3 separate regions of the Mus musculus genome follow, and regions 1 and 2 are each linked to region 3. Evidence: chromatin contacts called from public promoter capture Hi-C data. All regions are on one chromosome and are shown on one strand. Each heading gives the region's core, a stretch centred on a gene start, on an enhancer-like site or on the middle of the called end of the contact. The rest is flanking DNA. Distances are from core to core; before and after follow the strand shown. Region 1 holds the start of Nmi (N-myc (and STAT) interactor). Region 2 holds the start of Rif1 (replication timing regulatory factor 1). Region 3 holds the start of Acvr2a (activin receptor IIA).

Region 1 (3,787 bases), core at 1,110-3,609, 3.2 Mb after region 3:
GACATCCATGTTCTAGTCCCAAGAACTTGTGAAAACATTAGATTACACTGCAGAGAAGATTTAAGGCTGCAAACTGAATTCAGGATGCTGATTGTAAAATACAGAGGTGGAACCTGGAGAGATGGCTCCAGGGTAAAGAGCTTGCTGGGTAAGCACTGGTACTTCCCATCCTGGGCAAGGTTCGAAGGTGTCCTGAAAGTCACTCTCAGTCTAGCCAAAGTCCAGGTCCATTGAGAGAGCCTGACTCAGAAATTAAGGTGGAGCAAAAGAGAAGACAATATCCAGCCTTCCACCTCTGGCCTCCACAGGTGCATGCTCAGGTATGTACACATATGCACGTGCTAGCCTGCGCGAGTGCACACACACACACACACACACACACACAATATGCAGATCATCCTGCATTGTGTGTGAAAACTTAACATGATCCAGAAGGCCCTCTAGAGTAAGAAGGGGATAACACCAGAGTTAGACTGAACACAGAAACATGATCAGAGAAGCAATGCTGGTCCTAACTTTGGAAATGGAGACGGAATGAGTTCATCCCGAGAGAGCTCCCAGAACAGAAGACAGCTCTGCTAGCCCTTTTACTTTATCCAGGGAGAGCCGCAGATGCCTACAACTGACACACAGACACACACAGACACACACGGGCACACACGGATACACACAGGCACACACAGGCACACACGGGCACACACAATCTAATTTTAAAATAGTACTAAAAGTAAGTATTTTTAAATTGAAAAGTGTGTACATGCACACACATGTATGCATAAGCCACCAAGGCCATGTAATTTATTATGGCAGTAAACTTAAAAAAAAATCATCTCATTTTCCTAGGGATACTTATATCGGGGGGGGGGTGCGGGGGGCGGGTACACAGAGTTCCTGGCAGCATAAAGAAGGAAGAAAATGGGCTGGAGAGATGACTCGGCGGTTAAGAGCACTGACTGCTCTTCCAGAGGTCCTGAGTTCAATTCCCAGCAACCACATGGTGGTTCACAACCACCTGTAATGGGATCCGATACCCTCTTCTGGTGTGTCTGAAGAGAGCTACAGAGTACTCATATACATTAAATTAAAAGAAAGGAAGGAAGGAAGAAATTATAATGTATCCATGTTGTATAGACCAGAAACAAGTCAAAAGATGGATACAATGTTAACAATTAAAAGATCCTAATTGAATTTCTTTTACAATCAGGGCACACTTGATTGAATAAATCGAGTAAGTGGTCTGTCTGAGTGTAGTGGCACAGGTCTGTAACAGGAGGATCAAGAGTTCAAAGCCAGCACAATGTAAATAGAAAGCAGTTGCCTCAAATGTTTTCACTGCTATGCAGAAGTTTGCTTTATAGGCAGAGAAGAAAGCTGAAAATGCAGAAACTGAACTGATTGGTTCACAGTTAAGTTCTCTGCAAGTCAGGGCCGGGGAGACCGGAACAGAATAACTGATTGGTGAATGTTCAAGAGCTTTTTGTGGGGAGTAAAGGAGAGGTGATTTCATTCTCTGGCCCAGTGGAACCTGCTGCTTTCCCTCTCTCCTGGCTGGACAGGACACAGGAAGTTTCCTTCGGGGCACACAAGGTAGCTCGGGTGCCTTTGGAGCAGGAGTCCTCTTAACCCAAACCAGTGCCCGCTAGAACTTACATTGAATATTCTCCTTTCAACATCTCCTTCCAAAAACAACAACAACAACAACAACAACAACAACAACAACAACAACAACAACAACTTACATATTCTGAAAAAGTGAGGCAGGACTACAGAACTCAGCACCTGCCAAAGAAATACAAATAATAGTCTTCCTGAGAAATCCATTTTTCTAAGAACCTTCTGGAGCCAGTCCCAATGACTGTAAGTTTCCTTTTCCCAGGAAGGGAAGCAACCCATGGCCGGAGCGCCTGGAGCGGGCGAGTCTCCAGGCAGCGCACTGGGGACCCAGACCCCGAGTCGCGGCGCTGGAAGCCGCCGCCCACCGCGCGCCGGGTGGAGCATCCCTGAGCGCGGGTGGTGGGACCGCAGGGACGCGGCGGACCGAGGATGGATCAAGCACTCACCCGCTCGCTGCGCAGCTCCCGGAAGCCGGTGCCTTAGAACTGAACTCTACCTCGAAAACACTAACCTGGCTTCAGCGACGAGCAGCGCTCAGTCCCAGGCCTTACTTTCACTTTCGGTTATTAGAAACAGGATGCTTCTGCTCCATGCCCTGAGGACTTCGTCCAGGGCGCCATTGCTGCTGTCTCTTATTATTGGCAGTAACTCCGAGACCTGCTTAGAAAAGCTTATTTATGTGCATTATGCGGAACACGCTGTTGAAAAGCTGGATGGAAACCAGAGCTCTCTATGCAAATCCTCTCTCTGTAACTTTTTAGACGGTTATAAAGTTTGACACAAGCACAAGATAAACCAGGAAGCTGAGAAAGCTGCTTCCTGGGTTGGATTTTATGACCCTTGAAAGTTTTCTTCTAAGCTTTGTTTTTGTTGTGAAGATTTTGTAAACAAACACATCGCTAGATGTGAACTTTTCCTTTGCTAGAAAAATAGCTGGCTTCCGTCAAGAACGGCAGTGTTCCCTAATCCTACATCAAGAACTGGTTACTCCACAGCTAGGCAGCACATGAGCACAGAGCTGTGGAAGACAGCAAAGAGCTATCAGGGCCTCCCTTCTACATGGTGGCGCTCTATATCTGTGCATACTAACTAACGGCTCGGAATAAAATGATGCACTTGGCAGAAGCAAAATTCTTTCCATCAAGAACAGTGATGGAGCCGGGCAGTGGTGGCGCACGCCTTTAATCTCAGCACTTGGGAGGCAGAGTCAGGTGAATTTCTGAGTTCGAGGCCAGCCTGGTCTTAAGAGTGAGTTCCAGGACAGCCAGGGCTATGCAGAGAAACCCTGTCTTAAAAAAAAAAAAAAAAAAAAGTGATGGGGCCCCTAGTTGGTAGCAGGATCTCTGTGAGTTGAAGGTTGAAGGCCAGAGTTCCAGAACAGCTAAGGCTACACAGAGAGACCTTGTCTGGGTAGGATGTGGACACGGGGAGGGGGGTGGGGGTGGTGAAGGCAGTGATAGGACCTACTTTTCAGTGACACCAGAGCCACATAGTAAGACCCTGTCTTTTAAAACAGGTTAAGGGTTTCTTTTGAGTTGTCAGCCCAATTAGAAAGAACAAACACTCAGTGAGTGGTGCACTGGATAAGGAATGGGGCTATCCGGACGTAATACACAGGGGTGGGTTTCCCCTTCGGAAAGGAGATGGGGAAGGGCTGAGAAGATGTGAGAGGGTGGGACTGGGAGGAGAGGAAGAGTTGATGTTGGGATATAAAGTGAATAAACAAATTACTTATTTTAAAAAAGAAACAAGTGGGGGCCTAGCAAACACAGAAGTGGATGCTCACAGTCAGCTATTGAATGGATCACAGGGCCCCCAATGGAGGAACTAGAGAAAGCACCCAAGGAACTAAAGGGAACTACAACCCTATAGGTGGAACAACAATATGAACTAAGCAGTACCCCGGAGCTCTTGTCTCTAGCTGCATATGTATCAAAGGATGGCCTAGTCGGCCATCACTGGAAAGAGAGGCCCATTGGACTTGCAAACTTTATATGCCCCAGTACAGGGGAACGCCAGGGCCAGGAGGGGGGAGTGGGTGGGTAGGGGAGTGGGGGGGGGTGGGTATGGGGGACTTTTGGGATAGCATTGGAAATGTAAATGAGGAAAATACCTAATTAAAAAAATTTTTAAAAAAAGAAAGAAAGAAGTGGTCTGAGTATTACTTAGGTTT
Region 2 (3,682 bases), core at 884-3,383, 3.3 Mb after region 3:
TTGGTTGTTCGAGACAGGGTTTCTCTGTATAGCCCTGGCTGTCCTGGAACTCACTTTGTAGACCAGGCTGGCCTCGAATTTAGAAATCTGCCTGCTTCAGCCTCCCAAGTGCTGGGATTAAAAGCGTACGCCACCACGCCCGGCTGCCTGTTTATTTTTTAAATTAGTCTTTCTATGTAGTTCTGAGTCTCTGGAAACTTCCTATGTATATCAGGCTGGCTTTAATCTCAGAGTCAGAGATCCTCCTGCTTCTTCCTTCTAAGTGCTGGGATGAAAGGCATGCAGCACCACATCTGCCTCGTTTTGAAGAGGGAAAAAAAAAAGTCTGGCTATGTAGCTCTGACTGGCCTGGTTCTCATTATGTAGCCCAGGTTGTCCTGGAACTCACATCAATCCTACTGCCTCAGACTTGTGTTGGGATTACAGATTTGTGTTGATTAAATTTTCTAGAAATTTTGCAGGTAGTCTGTGTGGGTAAGGGAATTTGTTTTGATTCTAATCTTTCACCCTTTTCTATGAGATAGAAAACACCAAAGAGCAGAGAACTCATTAGCCTAGTAAAATTGCATGTGGAGCTCAACGATTTTACAAAAGCAACACTTGTTGCTCCCAGTACCTTGGACCAACCAGCAGAAACTTAAGTCATTTTAGGAGATCTAGAGCTGGGTGTGGTGGTGCACACCTTTAATCCCCAGACGCGGGAGGTTGGAGGATCTCTGTGTTTGAGCACCCGGGGTCAGGAGAATTTAAATCTCAATGGAAGGAATGTGGGTGGTGGTGGGGTAAAGGACGGAAAGATTCCACGGATTTCCCCACTCCCACTGAATGAAGCTGAAGGCTTGTCAATATTTGCTTTGACTTTTGTGACGGGCCTGCTTTGTAAGTCAGTGAGAGCTGGAACCGGAGCTGTCTTCTACCTCAGCCTTCTGAGTGCCGGGAAACAGGTGTGTACTACCGGGCTTAACTGACCCATAATTCTTGAAAAGGGGGATTTAAAATATGGGCTTCTCACAGGGAAAAGTTAGGTGCTGGTGGGTTGTTGAGAACAAGCGGCAGACTGGAGGTTGGAACCTAGGGCTTCAGTGTGCCAGGCAAATTCGCTAGTAGAGCCTGGCTCTGGGTGGCCCTATTATTCTTTGTTGTTATTTTTACTTTTTTTTTTTTTTTTTTTTTTTAAAGACAGGGTTTCATTATGTAGCTCTGATTGTCCTGGAACTCTTTTATCTGTCTGCCTAGCCAGTTTAAGTGTTGGGAGTAAAGGCGTGGGCCACTAGGTCCTGCTTCCCTGACCTTCTGTGCTTAAAGTTGAAACAATCTTGCGGGTTGTGGAGAGTGCTGAGAGGCACGTGAAACGATTTCAATGATTACCACGTTGTTTAAGGGTTTACTGTCGTTTCTGCCGCACCTGTGTATCCCAGGGCCACCGTCACCCCTCTACACCTGGGGTCCAATGGAAGTAAACCAATTCTAGGCAGTTGCCTCTGAGGAATCTCAAGGCTGAAGGGCGGTATTTTGAAATCTGCAAATCAATACCGCCCATTTCCAGGCCTTTGTTATGCACGCCATGGGTCTCCTTTAGCAACACTCCCCCCCTCCCCCCCGCTAAGAAATGTGCTGCCACTAGTCCCCACTCTCAGAAGCTGAGATGAAGTCAATTTCCTAAGGTCACAGACCAAAGCTTGAATGCGTGGCTTTTGAGGCACCTCCGACTTACTCATTGGGCTGGGGCTTAGAGGCAGAGAGCTAGGTTTAGCAAGTGGACCTCTAGAAAACAAAAACCCAACAACAGCAGCAGCAGCAAACAACAACAAAACAAGCCCAACAGCCTGCCATTCACTCTCAATCAAATGGTTTTGTGGGCTCCTTTGGGAAGCACTGGAGTTTTGCAAACTTGGTCGGCTGAGCAAGTAGCTGGAGTCAGGTGGAGTGGGGCACTAATTTACATCACCCATCTCTAGCCCCGGGCTGGAGGCGATACACACCCCCCGAGGTGCTCCGGGGGCGGGGGCGGGGGCGGGGGCGGGCAGCAGGCCATCGAGCAGCCCGGCGCGCCACCGCCCGTTGGATTGGCTCGAGCCTCTCCCGCCAGGCCTGCCCGGCTCCCGCGCGCCGCTGGGCCCGCCCCCCGCCGCCATCTTGGTCGTGGAGGAGCGGGCTGCACGCGTGAGTAAATAAGCGCGAGCCGGGAGCGGACGGCGGGCCCCGGGGCGGCGAGCTGCGGAGCGGACTTCCCGCGTGGGGGGTGAGGAGCGGGAGGCTCGGCTCGGCCCGGCCGGCGCCGCCTCTGCCCCCTCGCGGCCGTGCTGCCTGGGAAGCGGCGGCGGGAGCCGGGCAGGCGGGAGGCCGGCCTGCGAGCGCGCGGCCCGGCGTGCAGGTGAGGGCGCCGCGCGGGCCGTGCCACCGGTTACTGGGTGTCTTCCGGCCTCGCTGCAGGGTGGCGGCCGACATGACGGCCCCAGGTCGCAGCCCCCTGGAGCCGCTTCTGGAGACTTGGGAAGACCCCTCGGTGCCTCCGGGAGAGCAGACGGACGCCTACCTAACTCTGACCAGGTGAGGCGGGCCGGGGGGACGAGCCCGGGGCGGGAGCCGGGGCAGCCGTGGGGACCCGGCGGACGCGGGTAGTTCGGGGTGCACCGGGCCATTGCCTGCCGAGTGACGTTGCGGGGCGCAGCGGCGGCGTCCGAGGGCTTCTTCGGGGACGAGCGGTTCTGTATTTTTTTGTCTGGCCCGCAGACGGGAAAGCCTTTAAAGAAAAGTTTGGAGTCGAGAGGCGTTTGGAGAGCAGGGCTTTGCCCTGCGAACCTCGGACGCCGTGGGAAAGTTGGCGATCCGGAGTTAGTGGGTTTAGTTAGGGTCTTTGGCTCAGGCTCGCTCCAGTGCTCATCCCCCGACCCCGGCCTCGAACTTGTGGTTCTGCCGGAGTGGTTGAGATTACAGGTGCGCGAGTCAGCAAACCGGCCCCAGAATTGGCTTAAAAAAAAAAAAAAAAAAAGCAGAGCCAGGAACCCCGTTTTGACTTATTTGAAAGGCTTTAGAAAAATTTCTGAATTTTGTTAAACTTTCGTATTTTCTGAGTTAGAAAACATGATTAGGGAAAGGGATTCCCACTTTCTTTTCTCATGTAAAAATTACAAAAAAAGAAAAGAAAAAATACGTTTTCGAGGCCAAAAAGCTTTGAGGCAAGTTACCGCTTATATGTGGTCTAACTTAAAACATTTTTTCTCTATACCTTTAAACTTTTTAAAGAAAGAGGTTAATTCCAAGGGCTTGAAAGTCGTCTTTAAAAACTTAAAACAAAAAGCCAGTTACGAGTTAGAGTGCCTGCGGCTCCAGGTGTTGGATGGCTCTGGAACTGGAGTTACAGGTGGTTGTGAGCCACGATAGGGGTGCTGGGATTGAACACCAGTCTTCTGCCAGAGCCTCTCTGTGTTCTTACCCTGGATCATCTCTCCAGCCCTGAAAGTAATCCTTAAAGTGATGGCAATAACTTTTTGTTTGTTTGTTTATGCTTTCGACTAAGCTTATGTTCTATTTCCTTTAAAGTCGTATGACTGGAGAAGAAGGAAAAGAAGTCATTGCAGAAATCGAGAAAAACCTTTCTCGGCTGTACACGGTTTTAAAGGTCTGTGTTCCTTTCTTAATGACTTCGCACTGCCTCAGTCTGAACCCACTAGACTGAGCC
Region 3 (3,906 bases), core at 623-3,122:
ATAAATACAACTCAGTAGTGCATGTCAGTAATTGCAGCAATTACAAAGTAGAGGCAGGAGGATCAGAAGTTCAAGGTCATCTTAGGCTCTCTAGGGAGTTCGAAGCTACCTTGAGCTCCACAAGAGCCCATCCCGGTGCCTCCCAGAAGCACATTTAAGAACAGAATGCATAGCTGTTATGACTGGTTGTCACTAATTTCTCCCAGGGGTTTACTTTAACTCTTTGTTAGCAAAGAATGCTCTTATTCAGAATTATTCTTGAAGTTCTTCTTCATTACTTTAGAAAATAATTTTACGTTCACTCATATGTCAGACTAGGAGGTGAGAGGAAACTAATATGCAACTCTTGTTGCTTCACTTGCTCTGTTTTTAGCGATGAAGAAACATCGAGACGATGTAGTGACAAGACAACAGTAGGGCCTGATCCATCCCTGGGAGAAAGGAGGGTAGATGGTTCTAAAGTAAACACACTCTTCCATTTTAAGACTGTTAGTGGCAACTCTTCGTTTCTGTCCAGCCTAAACTGTTTGCAGAACTACATTCGATTTACTGAGGCATCCTGAAGACCAGTTTGGGATTTTGTTGCATAATACCATCAATTCTGAGCAGGGCTTGAGAACTGGAAATCTTGGAGAGAGTTTAAAGAGCCACAATGATTATTAACCCTGACAAGTAGTAGAAATAGGCAGATAATTATAGGATGTACTTAATAGACAGAAATATAGAGCAGTTTATAGGAAGAGAAAAAGAAAACAAATACAAGTGAGTTTGTGGAAAAATGTGGGGATCAGTGTACACTAAAACATTAATTACCCATCCCACAGTTGCTTCCTTTTTTTCTTGAAAATGTCTCCAAACACAGAGGTTACTACTGTATTAAGAAAAAAGGGCAAACTTCTAGGTATTTACCTATCTACTGAGGAAGCATTCCTGTCAAAACCTTCAGAATGCTGGAATAAAGTGGAAAACAAGATCTCCCCCTTTATTATACCAAATTGTGCTAAATGGCAGACGAACTGACTCTAGCAATCATCCTTTGCACGCTATAGCCAACTTCGAATATCCCAAATAGCCGAGCTTCTGGAGGTAGGGCTCACATTTTTACATTCTGTATGTTTCGGTGCTTAACTGAACACCCGATCAACAGTTCAACATGGCTTACGGGGTAAAAACAGGTCTTACAAGAGGCTAAGAATTGATAACACCACCGTCTCTGACGGTCCAATACACTGAAATCTGCGATTTTCACTTCAAGCCTAATACAGACTTTCACGCCAACTAGGAGCAAACCTGTTTGCAACACAATGCTTTGTGTATACAAGGTGTGGTGGATAGGATCCGAACCTCACATCGAGCTATCTGGCGAGGGTGTCCTGACCTGGCGGACAGCCCTTCCTGCCTTTATTTTTTAGCCCAAAGACAAACGTGGGGAGGCCTCGGCGGCGGGGGCGCGGCCGGCTCGCGAGCACCGAGCTCGCTCGGGCAGCAGCGGGTGCGGCTCCCGCCCACTCGGAGCAAGTCGGCGCGGCCTCGGCGTCCCCCAGAGGAAAGGCTGGGCGCCGCAGTCGGCCTTAGCATCGCCCATCCCGCTCGGGCGCCGCGGCTCTCGCGCCCGGGCGGGCACCGCACTGGGCACACCGGGCGTCTCGGGGCCGCGGCGGGCACCCGCAGGGCCCGCCGTCCCGTCTGCTCGGTCTCGGTTCCCGCAGCCTCGCGAGCGCGCTCCGGATCCGGCCCCGCCCCTCCGGCTCGCCCCGCCTCCCGGACAATCTCCTCGCGCTCGCCGCCCGGCACGCGCGCTGCGCCCGGCCGCCGCTCCCGCCGCCGCCGCCACCGCCGCCGCGGAGCGTTTCTCCGCCGCGCCTGGCTTCCAGCTTCAGGACGGAACCGGAAGTGTAGGGGGCGGGGCCGGCGGAGGCCAGGAGACCGAAAACGCGGCCGAGCCGGGAGCCGGGAGCCGGAGCCACAGCCTGGACCAGAACTTGGCCGCCGCCTGCGCCACCGTCTCTCCCGTCGCCGTCTCCCGCGGCCGCCTCGCACCGCCACCGCCGCGAGCTCGGCTACTGTGGTCCGCGGACTTTGGGTGTCCGGGTTGAAGGTCGGTCCGGACGTCGGAGCAGCTCGGCTCCCGGACCGTCCGGGCGGCTGCGGGCGCCGCCGCCGCCGCCTCGTCGCCTCAGCCAGGCGTTTTGTTCGCTGAGACGCGAGAGGCGAGCGGAGCTGACAGTGATTTTGACAGTGATTCCAACCCGCTTTTGTTGTTGTTGGCTTTTCGTTGTTTGGTTTGGTGTGTTGTGCGTGTATGTGGCGGTTTTTCCCCCGTGGTACATTTTTTTAAATTGTTGTGCCTTTTTTTTAAATCCTTTTTTTTTCAACCCTGTGAACGTTTTTTGCTTCCCCCTCCCCCCCGCCTCGGGGCTTCCGAATATGTTTTATGACGGTTGATTTTACACCAGGAGGTTTGTCTCCGAGGAAGACCCAGGGAACTGGATATCTAGCGAGAACTTCCTACGGCTTCTCCGGCGCCTCGGGAAAATGGGAGCTGCTGCAAAGTTGGCGTTCGCCGTCTTTCTTATCTCTTGCTCTTCAGGTAGGTGGAGGAGCCGGCGCGGCGGGGCTGTGGCCGGGTGCCGGGTGCCGTCTGCTGGGCAGTTCTCGGGCCGAGGCTTTTCCCGCGCCTAAACCCGCAGCCCCGATCATCTCGAAATCTCCATGAATTCCACTTGTTTTGGGTTGGTGTGGCGAACTGATAGGTTGAGTGCTGTGTTGTTGTGCAAGTGAGAAAGTCATGGTTTGTGGCCATAACACTCGATGACAGCGCTGGTTGGGTTGCTGTTCAAGCCGCAAATACCACAAGTGAAAATTTATGTAAAGGTTTGAGACCCAGAAGGAGGTATTCCAAAATGTCATTTAGCCTAAGCTGTTCCAAAACAAGGACCGGTTTTGGTCGTCATCTAATTAGTGCTTCACCGGTGAATATCGAGACATAGATCAAGTGAGCTGGTGTTTAATTTTGACTGTGAGAAACAATGCATCCTATCAGCGATTTAATCTAGGTCTCCTCTCACGTCTTCTCCAACTACATTGTCCAGTAGTGTTAAAAATAGTTTTAGTTGCCGGAGTATTAACCCTAACCCAGTGCAGAAGAGGTATGCTGCTGTGTGTTGGTGGTGTGTGCTGGCTTTCACCCACCATTTGGGTGCTCTTTTCAGGCGTAGATTCTGCTTACCTACGGAATACTTATTTTAAACGCTTTGCACCGACACGTTGTTTTCAGTTAAGAACAGGCCATGTGAAATTGTGTTCATGTTAAATATGCTGTTCTTGTGAGATGTATTTCTTTTTCTTTTCTTTTCTTTTAACTCAAGGTTAGGAGAATACTCTGGCCATTTTATATCTGAAAAATTTGATTATGTGAAGATGTTGTATGGTTGCAACCAGTGGTTGGAAAAACTAGGCTTTTGTATTGAAATTCTGGAAATGCATACATACATCTAGCTGAAAGGTGTGCAAATGCACTTAACCGGAGAGTTAGTTGGAGGGATGAAAGAGTTTAAAAGTCACAGTGAATGCATTCATTATAAAAATTCAGTGTATACTTCCTAGGTTGTGGCAAACAGGAGGGGTGGGGGACAAATTGACAGGTTTCATGGTTGTGTCATTCCCTCGTATGTCACAGGGAAATTAGAAGGTGGTAGTCTTTTCTTTGTGTACCTCTCTGTTGTGTGTGTGTCCATCTTCCCTACCCCACCCCCCTTTTAATAGAATCCTTTGTAATGTATAGAATTTTGCTGAATGGTACATTTCCTTGTGGTTAATAAATGGATAAAGTCTAGTCTTATGTCTGTAGTGGTATTGATCAGTTCCGGGTGGGCTGAATGTGTTGTGAAATGGCGATCATTGCCA

What was found. Promoter capture Hi-C pulls out the DNA fragments that hold promoters and counts their contacts.
Region 1: a promoter capture Hi-C map of pre-B cells shows a contact between it and region 3. The contact joins the promoter of Nmi here to the promoter of Acvr2a in region 3. A contact is called at or near these places in 1 of 39 promoter capture datasets (pre-B cells) and 1 of 484 Hi-C or Micro-C datasets (CD8 T cells).
Region 2: a promoter capture Hi-C map of pre-B cells shows a contact between it and region 3, with 2.5 times the contacts expected there. The contact joins the promoter of Rif1 here to the promoter of Acvr2a in region 3. A contact is called at or near these places in 2 of 39 promoter capture datasets (liver and pre-B cells).

The regions. Positions count from the first base shown.
Region 1 is chr2:51,970,849-51,974,635 of GRCm38.p6, forward strand. Nmi (N-myc (and STAT) interactor) reads right to left here and starts at 2,360. Exons shown (of 9, transcript NM_001141949.1): 1 at 2,061-2,360; 2 at 1,740-1,779.
Region 2 is chr2:52,070,704-52,074,385 of GRCm38.p6, forward strand. It overlaps Rif1 (replication timing regulatory factor 1), which reads left to right and starts at 2,134. Exons shown (of 36, transcript NM_001355415.1): 1 at 2,134-2,163; 2 at 2,434-2,550; 3 at 3,544-3,622. The coding sequence starts at 2,447.
Region 3 is chr2:48,812,237-48,816,142 of GRCm38.p6, forward strand. Acvr2a (activin receptor IIA) reads left to right here and starts at 1,873. Exons shown (of 11, transcript NM_007396.4): 1 at 1,873-2,590. The coding sequence starts at 2,536.